2 separate regions of the Pan troglodytes genome follow, and region 1 is linked to region 2. A link is a contact called in public HiChIP or PLAC-seq data. All regions are on one chromosome and are shown on one strand. The core of a region is the stretch at or near the end of the contact, and the rest is flanking DNA. Distances in the headings are between cores, read along the strand shown.

Region 1 (6,090 bases), core at 3,194-5,693, 150 kb before region 2:
GCTGCCTTGATCATTAAAATGATCATTACAATAATGGATAACACTGGCCAGGTGTGGTGGCTCACACCTGTAATCCCAGCACTTTTGAGAAGCTGAGGCGGGCAGATGACTTGAGCCCAGGAATTCGAGACCAGTTTGGGCAACATGGAGAAACCCCGTCTCTACAAAAAATACAAAAATTTGCTGGGCATGTTGGTGCATGCCTGTAGTCCCAGCTACTCGGAGGGCTGAGAGGTGGGAGGATTACTTGAGCCTGGGCGGTCAAGACTGCAGTGAGCCATGATCGCACCACTGCACTCCATCCTAGGTGACAAGAGTGAGACCCTGACACACACACACACACAGCATCAATTGAGCCTTTACAATACAGCAGGCTTCATACATCATTTATTTATTTAGAGACAGGGTCTCACTCTGTTGCCCAGGCTGGAGAGCAGTGGCGTGATCTCAGCTCACTGCAACCTCCGCCTTCTAGGCTCAAGCGATCCTCCTACCTCAGCCTCTTGAGCAGCCGGGACCACAGGAATGCACCACCATGCCCCGTTAATTTTTCTATTTTTTTGTAGAGAAGAGGTTTCACCATGTTGTCCAGGCTGTTCTCGAACTCCTGGACTCAAGCACTCCTCCTGTGTTGGCTTCCCAAAGTGCTGGGATTACAGGCGTGAGCCTACACATACATTATTTAATGCCAGCCACAAATCTATTAAAGTGCTATTATTATTGCCATTTTAAGATGAGAAAACTGAGTCACAGTCAAACCAAGTAACTTGCCCCAGGTTACAAAAATGAAGCTAGGATCTGAATCCAGGGCCCATGCTCTTAAACCACCACAATCCACAGACCATATTTCTTCCCAGGGATCCCCTGGGTTCTCTGCAAGTCCCTCCCTGAGGCTGCTGTCCCAGTTCCAAGGCTCCTACCTCAACATAGCCAGATAGAGGAAAGTCTTTCCGGAAAGGATGTCCCTCGAAGCCATAATCTGTCAGGATCCTTCTTAGATCAGGGTGGTTAGCAAAGAAGACTCCAAACATGTCCCAGATCTAGGAAAGAGACCACCTCAAACAGCCAATCCATCAAGACTAACAACAGGGGGAAGGGGCTACACTGCATCCCATAGTCTCAACCAGTTCTGCAACTGTGGCCCAGAGGCAGGTCCACCATATCCAGTAACTCACCTCCCTTTCATACCAGTTGGCTGCCTTGAACACAGAGACAGCAGACTCAATGGGCGTCAGCTCATCTGTGTAGGTCTTCACACGGATCCGTGAGTTGAAGCGCAGAGACAACAGGTTGTAGACAATCTAGGGAGAACAGAAGGATCTGGAGGGCTGAGATGGGAGTCCCTCATTGGGAGAGTTCTGCCCTGTGACCCTGCCTTCTACTCTGAACCTCAAAACCTCAAGATTCTCCTATGCTTACAACTACTTCCAAAAGCCCAGGCCACAGCTGTAGCTTAGCATGTCAGCATGCCTGTGTTCGCTCATGCTATTCACTTTGTCAGGAATATTTCCCTGGTCCACCTCACAAGGCTACCTGGTCTCCTACTCATATTTTAGATTCAGCACAAACATTCTCTCTTTTCAAAGAAGCCTCCCAGACAGGGCCAAGTGCCCCTCCTGCTTTCTTAAAGCATCCCTCTAATATCCTTTGTATTATATGTTACTACAGTAAGCTGTTTAGGTGTCTTTCTCCTTCACTAGAGTGTAGGGGACTCCTGGAGGACAAATACTTCATGTTATTTCTCTCTCCATCCCAGAGTCTGGCAAACAGTAGATAATCAGTAAAATATTAATAGCTAAATGTATTGAAAACACTGTGTGCAAGCAATTTACTTGAACTATCTCATTGGATCCTTACAACCATTCTATAAGATAAGGACAGCTTTATATTTATTTTCCCGGTAAGAAAATGAAAGCTCAGAAAGATTAAACAAGGGCCGGGCATGGTGGCTCATGCCTGTAATCCCAGCACTTTGGGAGGCCAAGGCAGGCAGATCACGAGGTCAGGAAATCGAGACCATCCTGGCCAACATGGTGAAACCCAGTCTTCACTAAAAAAATACAAAAAATTAGCCGGGCGTGGTGGCATGCACCTGTAGTCCCAGCTACTCAGGGGGCTGAGGCAGGGGAATCGCTTGAACCTGGGAGACGGAGGTTGCAGTGAGCCAAGATCATGCCACTGCACTCCAGCCTGGCGACAGAGCAAGATTCCGTCTAAAAAAAAAAAAGATTAAACAAAATATTTGAGTTATCTGAGGTCCCACAGCCATTTAGTGGCAGAACCAAGATCCAACTTGAGATCTACTTGACTCTGAAGTTCCAGTTTAACTGCTGTGTTCTATTGTATGTTACAAACTGAAATTAATACCCTTACCCCCAAAACCTTCTCAGATCTCCCAACTGACCTCAAAACGGTTCTGCCGAGTTGGGACGTCCACTGCTGTCAAGTCAACCAGGGATTTGAACTGCGCATTGGTGTGATCCCTGAGGAAAGTCAGCACTGGGATGACGCCATCAGGATGGATACAGACCTCTAACTCATTGAAGCAGGACACCTGCACACATGAAAGGGAGGGGAGAGGGAACAAAGAGCTACTGAGGGAACAGCTAACTTCAGCTGGAGTCACCTGGTTTAATGCTGAGAGAAATGTCCAAGCTTGGGATGGAGGAATCTGTAGTTTCTTTGAAACAAGTCTGCCCACTCCCACATGCCCTGCGAACATGGTTCTTTCTTGACCCAGACCCAAATAACAGTAGTAAGTATTACCTGAACTTGTTGGACATACTTGGGCAAGATTTCAGCCACATACTCTCCAAAAGCTGAGAGCTGCTTGTGGGCCACATCATTCCGTGGTCTGACAGTGGCTGGAAGGAAAAGGCATATTTAACAAAGAAATGGAGAAGGCAAAAGCCAGCCCTGCATGCAGTCTCTTAGGCTTGTAAGGGATGTCAAATCCAGGAAAGGCTCCCTGAAGCACCTTGAGAAAGGTGCATGTGAAAGGTTTCCCTTCTAGGGAATAGAGTGATGAAAACTTGGGTAAAGTGCCACCTTAACTACACGGTCCTCAGAAAGACTCTTACTATAGCAGCTGGGGTGTTCACCTCTTCTCAAAATTACTCCACGGTTCTTCCCTCACATTGCCTGCATTTCTGCTAAAGCAGTAGTCTCAGTTCTCCTGTCAGACTAAGAGCTGTTTGAGGATGGGAACTGAACTTTTTGCCTCTCTGTAGCTCCTTAGCACGCAAGTTTATACCAGGTTCTCAAGCTAAGAACTTCAGGGCTTGAAGACCCCTCACAGACTGTCTCCTTGAAAGTGTGTGTGTGTATGTGTGTCAATGAGAAAACTGAGGCCCAGGTGTGTGTGTGTGTGTGTCTGTGTGTGTGTGTGTGTCAATGAGAAAACTGAGGCCCAGGAAAGGAGAAATGCCAGGTCTCCTAACTCCCAGTCCGTGTATCTTGACTGTAACATAATATGTACATACTCATTCATGCAACCCTAAACCACTGAGCAATCACACATCACAAGCTACAGAATAATGGTTAGGTGTTTCTGCCTCTGGCAGCAGGCAGGCCTACTTTGTCATTCACTAGGTCTTTGACCCTGGGCAGTTTAATTCTTTGGACTGTTTCCTGATCTATAGTAAGAAGAGTAAGATGCTATCTACCCCATAAGGCTGTTGTGAGGACGAAATAAGATCATTCACTAAAACGCTTAGCGAGGTGCCAGGCACACATTAAGCACTCAATTAACGCTAGGTACTATTATTACAGGGCTCTGAGGCCTAAAGGTTATATTGCTTGCTTTCAAAGAGCTGACAGTTTAATCAGACAAAAAGGGGATGATTGAAATGGACAAGGAACAATCAGGGCCATAACAGGCCTAAGGGCACAGGGAGGGCTCGATTCTGCATGCAGGGTGAAGACCACTGCAAGTCAGATCTCCAAGATTTGCCAGGAGGACGAAGGGAAGGGCATCCTAGGGCAAGGACAGGCACCTAAGGGGCCCCGCCGATAGTTCAGAGAAGAGCGCTGCCCGCACATACTCACGGCGCGTGTCGGCCCCGGCGCTCTCCCGCCTCACCGGCAGCAACAGAACGGAGGGTCGCCCAGTCCCTGCACAGGGAGATAAAAGGCACAGACGCGCGGGATGAGCCCTGAGGAGCTCTCTGCACTGGGCACGCCGCTGCGCCTGACCCCGGTCTCAGCTGGCTGCCCGTGCTCACCCCTGGTCAGCGCCGAGGCCCCCAAGATCCCGCGCCACCACAGCCTGGCTACCGCCGCCGCCGCCATGTTACTCAGATGCAGACTAGGCAGCGGACGGAAAGACAGCAGGACACGGAGCCCCAAGGGCACGGACCGGAAACGGAAGTGTGCAGCAGATCTTCTTCCGGGCGGACGTGGAGCCGGAAGCGGAGGTTCCGGGTTCCGGGATGAAAGGAGGGAACGCAGGTGAGAAAGCGAGACAGGCAGGTAGGGAAATCGTGAGGTGAGCGTGGTCCTAGCTCCGTGTGGCAGAGCCTAGAGAGAAGGCGAGGACGCTGAAGAACCAGGCGGGTGAGAGGAGGGGAGGGGGCGGGCGTTCTGGGTTCTACGCTACACACCCCTCCCCCGCTCTCTGAGCCAAGCTTTTGACGAGGGCGGGCGGGCCTGAGCGGGAAGAACGGTTTCCCTGGCGACCGTTTCCAAGACGACTCAAGGTGGAGCGGGGACATTGCACAGGGTGATGGGCCTCCCAGTGCCCCGGCCTGGGGGCGGATGGACTCAAGTTCTGGGACGCAGCCATAGGGAGTCTTTCGAGCGAGCGGGGAAGTGTGGGGGAAGCAGCTCAGAAGACAGCAAATGTAAGACCCACGGATATCCCAGGCTAGGCTTCATATGGAGCGTCTTAACTCCATGCGCTGGGAAGGAGAGGACCTGGCCACTAGGCCGGGGCCGGGGTCCTTTTTGTCTGATTCTACTGCCCCTGAGCTTCACTAGTTTTATGCCCCAGTTATTTGGTTAGTAAGGCTTTTACGATCACAGGCCTCTCCCAGCCCTTTGCTTTCATATATTGACCTAAATCCCAAGTCTTTTGTTAACATTATGGAAAGGAATTATTCCGTGTTTTCTCAGGAAAACACCCAGAGTTGGAACTTTTATTTATTTCATTAGCGGAGGGGCGCCACTGGGGATAACGAACCCAGATTTGGTTAAAGGATAGCGTCAGGGACATCATGGACAGGGCCAGGACTAAGGCCAATCTGGACCCACTTTGCTCTCACTTCTTCCTTTTCCCTCCCTGAGTTGGACAGTTGGATTCACAGACTATGGCTGTGAATTCCTCAGGTTACTCAAGGTGGTGTTGCTTTGCAGACAGCTGGCAGAGAGAGACGTTGGCTAGCATGGAATCACCAGAGGAGCCTGGAGCATCCATGGATGAGAACTACTTTGTGAACTACACTTTCAAAGATCGGTCACATTCAGGCCGTGTGGCTCAAGGCATCATGAAACTGTGTCTAGAGGAGGAGCTCTTTGCTGATGTCACCATTTCGGTGGAAGGCCGGGAGTTTCAGCTCCATCGGCTGGTCCTCTCAGCTCAGAGCTGCTTCTTCCGATCCATGTTCACTTCCAACCTGAAGGAGGCCCACAACCGGGTGATTGTGCTGCAGGATGTCAGCGAGTCTGTTTTCCAGCTCCTGGTTGATTATATCTACCATGGGACTGTGAAACTTCGAGCTGAGGAGTTGCAGGAAATTTATGAGGTGTCAGACATGTATCAGCTGACATCTCTCTTTGAGGAATGCTCTCGGTTTTTGGCCCGCACAGTGCAAGTGGGAAACTGCCTTCAGGTGATGTGGCTGGCAGATCGGCACAGTGATCCTGAGCTCTATACGGCTGCCAAGCACTGTGCCAAGACCCACCTGGCCCAGCTGCAGAATACAGAGGAATTTCTCCACTTGCCCCACCACTTACTCACAGATATCATCTCGGGTAAGTTTAGGGAGGGGACACACCATACCCAGTTACTTGGCTATGATGTTCAGTGAATGTTCTAGTTTAGGAGAAAAGAACCCTCAAGCTTCCTGGTGTTAGTTTACATTATTATTCCTG
Region 2 (6,231 bases), core at 1,018-3,517:
GGAGGCGAGAGGATCATGAGGCGGTCGAGACCATCCTGGCCAACATGGTGACACCCCGTCTCTACTAAAATACAAAAATTAGCTGGGCGTGGTGGTGGGTGTCTGTAATCACAGCTACTCAGGAGGCTGAGGCAGGAGAATTGCTTGAACACAGGAGGCGGAGGTTGCAGTGAGTCAAGATCGCACCACTGAACTCAAGCCTGGGTGACAGAGCAAGACTTCGTCTCAAAAAAAAAAAAAAAAAAAAAAAAGCAGACCAAGGGTTTATACTTCAATGGTGAAGGGTAAATGAGGACCTGGATCATATATCAAGAGGGATGAGGTATCAGGGGTGGGGGGATTCCGTTAAACTGACTAGCAGGATTTTTGTGAAAACAGGGTTAGACAAGTTGATGACAGGGATGAAGGAACAGCCCACAAGGCCTAGTCAAAAAAAGATGGCTCAGAAGAGCCTACCTAAAAGTTGGTTAAGGGGAGAATGTCTGCATCCCTCCTAGGCCCAGGCTGGAGGCTTTCTAAACATATTCGTATTTGTCAGGATCTCCAAAAGTAGGCCCCAGAATGGGACCCAACTGACCCAGGCATAGTGGGACCAGCACAGATTGGACAGTCTCTTTCCCCTCTGGGCTTCTTGGCTCCTGTCGGGCAACTCAAAGTGAGAATTTGGGGTCAGCAGTCCTAGTGCTGCCAGTGACTCACTGAATAACCTCCAGCAAGGCACTTAACCTCTCTGAGCCTCCCTATGCTTATTTAAAGTTGAGAATGGTAATTCAATCTGTCCACAAGGCAGGCTTGTTGAGAGAATGGAATAAAGCACTGTTACTTGAGGAGACGCTTTGTCAGCCTGAGTGAGCAGCTGTACATGTTGTTATTTAAAGAAAAAAATTCTGCTTTCAACCGTGTTCCAAAAAAAACTACTGCAAAGGCTAGGTGTAGTGGCTCATGCCTATAGTACCAACACTTTAGGAGGCTGAGGCAGGAAGATCACTTACGCCCAGGAGTTTGAGACCAGCCTGGTCAACATGGTGAAACCTTGTCTCTATTAAAAATACAAAAATTAGTTGGGCGTGGTGGTGGGTGCCTGTAATCCCAGCTACTTGAGAGGCTGAGGCAGGAGAATCCATTGAACCCGGGAGGCGGAGGTTGCGGTAGGGAGAGATCGCGCCACTGCATTCCAGCCTGGGCGACAGAGCGAGACTCCGTCTCAAAAAACAAAAAACAAGCAAACAAACAAACAAAAAGGCAACGATTGCACAGATTTTCATCAGGTTAACAGAGTGTTTGTGATGGTTTGACTTGAAATATAAGCTATGTTGCTTACATGAAGTTCCCTTTAAAGGGGCTCCAGGGCTCACCTCAAAAGATAAGGAGAGATCATTTAAAATAGCCGACAAGGGTACAACGAATGAGTCTCCCATGATCCGGAGACCCGCTCTGCTCACTGAGATTACTAACCATGGGCAGAGAAAACAAACAATTGCAGATACGAGACATAATTTTTTTTGAGACGGAGTCTCGCTCTGTCGCCCAGGCTGGAGTGCAGTGGCGCGATCACGGCTCACTGCAAGCTCCGCCTCCGAGGTTCATGCCATTCTCCTGGCTCAGCCCGGAGTAGCTGGGACTACGGGCGCCCGCCACCACGCCCGGCTAATTTTTTGTATTTTTAGTAGAGACGGGGTTTCACCGTGTTAGCCAGGATGGTCTCGATCTCCTGACCTCGTGATCCGCCCGCCTCGGCCTCCCAAAGTGCTGGGATTACAGGCGTGAGCCACCGCGCCCGGCCCGAGTCATAATGTTTTTAATCGTAGAGGCTGATGGTCAATTGAGTTCTTCCCACGTGGACAATTCCGTGAAGCCTGCTCTGACGTTAGGAGCAGCAGCGATTTCTCTTTAAAGCTGGTTAATGATTCCCTCCCGTAACTCCGGGTGGCCAGCTTGTACTTAAATAATTGTAAAAATGCGGACTGAGGTGGCATGCCTTTTTGGCCCTTTGCACACGGCTGGCCTATGTCGTTTATTAATTGGGAGGCAGTGTCATTGTGTAAATCCCCTTATTCCTAGCGGGGTCACAGTCTGAGTTTGAACGCGCCCCTCCGCAAGCATCTGTCACCGGCCAGATTAAAGACTACATTTCCCAAAGGCCCTCGCGGATCCCACCGTTCTCCCTCCCTTTCCGGTTTTACACCTAGGCCCCGCCCCCAACGCGCGTGTCGGCCAATAGCGGCCCCACCTCTCGCGCCCGGCAAAAATAGGACGCGGGCGGGAACGTTTCGGGGGCCGCGGGGGCGGGGCCTGTGGCCAGGGGTTGGTCTTTGGAATCGGAGAGGCAGATTCGCTGCTCCGCAGCACGGCCGGAGCTGGTCCGGTCAAGAGTCGGGATTTGTGGGGAGAGGTTTTCCACTGGTCAAGAGAAGGCTTTAAGAAAGACGGTATTAATCTCCCGTTGCGGCTCCCGCCTGGTCCCATCTTCTGCCCGCTCCTCCAGGAAATGAATCTGCTGCCGAATCTTGAGAGTCCAGTGACTCGGCAGGAGAAGATGGCGACCGTGTGGGATGAGGCCGAGGTGGGCACCGGGCGAGCTGGCGGTCCGGGAACCGGGGCCCGCAGGGAGACGCCATTGACAAGAGGGAAGGAGGTGGCTGGGGGTCAAGGTCTGGCCCGATCCCGGGGACGGGGTTGTTTGGGATGTGGGCAGGGGTCCTGACTCCATCCTGGTTTTATGGGCGTGGAAACTGAGGCTGTGAGTGGGTTCGGAGAACGAGGGATGCTTGTTCTGAGTAAAAGTAAATATATAAATAAACAAATAATTTTTTACAGCAAGATGGAATTGGGGAGGAGGTGCTCAAGATGTCCACGGAGGAGATCATCCAGCGCACACGGCTGCTGGACAGTGAGATCAAGGTGGGCGCACAGCTCCTGTGCGGGCGATGGGGCCCCCTACAGGACAGGCCCCAGCGATCCGAGTCGCCTCTCCTACTTCCTTCTCGGGCACCCTGGGGGAGACATGGGGCTCGGGCTTCCCCCTCGTATCAGGAAGAGAGGAAAGAAAACTAAGCCTTAAAAGGGACAAGAAGACAGGTAGGGGATGGTGGGAGACCTGGGCTGAGATGAGAGGTTATCAGATTGCCTTTCCCAGTGAGAACTGGGAATAATCCTCTCAAGAATCCTTCTTTTAGTAAAATGCCTATTTTACAGATGAGGAGACAGGCCCAGAGAGGTTTGTACTGCGATAAAGCACCCAGTTCTTACTACGAGGCAGAACCTAAAACCTATATTTGCCTCTCTCGGAGGCCTGCTTTTATTCCAATACTACCACTATTTCACCAGGAGGTTTCCAAACTGGCCTCCTCTTTTGACTTCTGCAGGATGTGGACACAGTCAGACTCTGCCTTCAGAGAGCCTCAGAGCTGGATGAATGGATGCGGGAGGGTCCCCTGGGCACCCTGGACCTCACTAGTTACAGGGCTCTAGCATAAGCTGTGCCAGGGTTTATATTTGCTTCTCCTCCCCTCCTGATCTCAGATCATGAAGAGTGAAGTGTTGAGAGTCACCCATGAGCTCCAAGCCATGAAGGACAAGATAAAAGAGAACAGTGAGAAAATCAAAGTGAACAAGACCCTGCCGTACCTTGTCTCCAACGTCATCGAGGTGTGTGTGTATGTGGAGGGGAAGAGAGGGAGTCAGCAGGGATTGGGGACAGCCTGGGGTGGGGCCACTAGGGAAAGAGTGGGTGGAGGTATTGAGGCCAAACTGCATGTCAGGGCTACACCTCCTGAGGCACTTTCATGGGGAAGACAGGGGCCTGCAAAGGCCTGGGAGGTCTCACGTGTCTCCTTTTCTGTTGGTTATGTCTCCTCCGGGGTAGATGAGCCCTGTGCAGAGGAGCAGCACCTACACAGAGATCAATCGCTGGGCTTAGCAGGGGCACCACGTTTGGTGGGCTCAGGGCTATTGGAGGAGGGAGGTAGGGATGGCCAGCCCTGCAGGTATTAGGAACTGTCTTAGGAAGCACTGGGCCTTGGGGAGTTCAAGGAGCTGAGTATTTTTTCCTTCCCAGCTCCTGGATGTTGATCCTAATGACCAAGAGGAGGATGGTGCCAATATTGACCTGGACTCCCAGAGGAAGGGCAAGTGTGCTGTGATCAAAACCTCTACACGACAGGTGAGCGTGGCTCAGCAATGAGACTGGAGGAGGGTGAGGAGCGGATGTGGGACAGGACTAGGGAGCCTTCCCTGAGGACACTAACTGAGACTGCCCCTGTAACTTGTCCACAGACGTACTTCCTTCCTGTGATTGGGTTGGTGGATGCTGAAAAGCTAAAGCCAGGAGACCTGGTGGTGAGTGGGGCCTGAGCCCAGGCAGTGCTTTTCTGGTGACTAGCTGAGCCCCTGCACCCGCCCCAGGTCACTGTTGGCTCTGAATCTTGGCAGAACAGCTCCGAGAGTCTGGGATTCTGTCTACTTGCTGTTTGATTCTTGTATTGCCCAGTCCTGTGTCTTTCCCTCTGCAGACACCTGTCACCCAGTCAGTTGGGTAGCCCTTGAGCTGGGCCAAATCTGAAGGCCCTGTGCTGTGTCCTTAGGGTGTGAACAAAGACTCCTATCTGATCCTGGAGACGCTGCCCACAGAGTATGACTCGCGGGTGAAGGCCATGGAGGTGGACGAGAGGCCCACGGAGCAATACAGTGACATTGGGGGTTTGGACAAGCAGATCCAGGAGGTGAGGGAGGCACGGCAGCTGCCAGCAGCCTTGTCAGCCTTTTAGTTTCTCCACGCCATTGATGCAGCTCATCTCCCTAATGTGTCTTTCATCCTCATAGCAACCTAGGGAGGAAGGGAGGGGTGCCATGTGACAGGTGAGGAGACTGAAGCCCAGAGAGTTTAAATGCCTTGCCCAGGATCACAGAGAGACCAGAGCCAGGACTGGAGCCCAGGCTCCTGGTTCTTGGCCCAGCGTCCTTTTTTTTTTTTTTTTTTTTTTTCCCGAGATGGAGTTTTGCTTTTACTGCCCATGCTGGAGTGCAATGGCACGATCTCGGCTCACCGCAACCTCTGCCTCCCGGGTTCAAGCAATTCTGCCTCAGCCTCTCCAGTAGCTGGGATTACAGGCATGCGCCACCAAGCCTGGCTAATTTTAGCGGAGTATTTTTAGTAGAGACGGGGTTTCTCCATGTTGGTCAGGCTGGTCTCGAACTCCCAACCTCAGGTGATCCGCGCGCCTTGGCCTCCCAAAGTGCTGGGATTACAGGCATGAGCCACTGCTCCCAGCCCCTGGCCCGGTGTCTTTTCTGCCATATACTCCTGTTCCTGGAGAGTCCATAGCCAGCCTGGGTGGGGATGAGTGTTCTGTGTCCTCTTTTTTTTTTTTTTTTTGAGACGGAGTCTTGCTCTGCCGCTCAGGCTGGCTGGCGTGCAGTGGCGTGATCTTGGCTCACTACGAGCTCCGCGTCCCGGGTTCATGCCATTCTCCTGCCTCAGCCTCCTGAGTAGCTGGGACTACAGGCACCCGCCGCCCCGCCCGGCTAATGTTTTTGTATTTTTAGTAGAGACGCGAGTTTCACCGTGTTAGCCAGGATGGTCTCGATCTCCTGACCTTGTGATCCGCCCGCCTCAGCCTCCCAAAGTGCTAGGATTACAGGCGTGAGCCACCGCGCCCAGCCTTGTGTCCTCTTGATATGGGGAAAGAAATGGGCGTGTCCCTGAGTTAGAGTAGGAGGGATGCAGATTGGGGTTGGAGCCATGAAGGGTTGGGCTGTAGAAGCCCTCAGGGCTTCATCTCCTCACCCAGGACTTCCTCCTGGCAGCTGGTGGAGGCCATTGTCTTGCCAATGAACCACAAGGAGAAGTTTGAGAACTTGGGGATCCAACCTCCAAAAGGGGTGCTGATGTATGGGCCCCCAGGGACGGGGAAGACCCTCCTGGCCCGGGCCTGTGCCGCACAGACTAAGGTGAGTACTTTGGGAGGGATGCGGGGGAAGTGGGCAGGAGCAGAAACTCTACCAGATGGGCTCAAAGGGTCTGCCTTTGATCTGACTCTACCACCTTTTCCTGCCAGGCCACCTTCCTAAAGCTGGCTGGCCCCCAGCTGGTGCAGATGTTCATTGGAGATGGTGCCAAGCTAGTCCGGGATGCCTTTGCCCTGGCCAAGGAGAAAGCGCCCTCTATCATCTTCATTGATGAGTTGGATGCCATCGGCACCAAGCGGTAAGGGAGGGCCAAGGGTCCCTAGC

What was found. HiChIP or PLAC-seq counts read pairs in DNA pulled down with a chosen protein or histone mark.
Region 1: an H3K4me3 HiChIP or PLAC-seq map of stem cell-derived excitatory neurons shows a contact between it and region 2, with 11 times the contacts expected there. The contact joins the promoter of KBTBD4 here to the promoter of PSMC3 in region 2. A contact is called at or near these places in 1 of 7 Hi-C or Micro-C datasets (stem cell-derived neural progenitor cells) and 1 of 1 datasets of contacts at active chromatin or transcription factors (stem cell-derived excitatory neurons).

What each region holds. Positions count from the first base shown.
Region 1 is chr9:51,594,237-51,600,326 of NHGRI_mPanTro3-v2.0_pri, reverse strand. KBTBD4 (kelch repeat and BTB domain containing 4) reads left to right here and starts at 4,443. Exons shown (of 4, transcript NM_001280204.1): 1 at 4,443-4,550; 2 at 5,353-5,970. The coding sequence starts at 5,382. NDUFS3 (NADH:ubiquinone oxidoreductase core subunit S3) reads right to left here and starts at 4,290. Exons shown (of 9, transcript NM_001079913.1): 1 at 4,224-4,290; 2 at 4,048-4,113; 3 at 2,767-2,864; 4 at 2,405-2,554; 5 at 1,176-1,301; 6 at 921-1,040. The coding sequence starts at 4,290.
Region 2 is chr9:51,438,570-51,444,800 of NHGRI_mPanTro3-v2.0_pri, reverse strand. PSMC3 (proteasome 26S subunit, ATPase 3) reads left to right here and starts at 2,267. Exons shown (of 12, transcript XM_508413.8): 1 at 2,267-2,563; 2 at 2,818-2,901; 3 at 3,523-3,648; 4 at 4,058-4,162; 5 at 4,276-4,338; 6 at 4,584-4,721; 7 at 5,806-5,949; 8 at 6,057-6,205. The coding sequence starts at 2,489.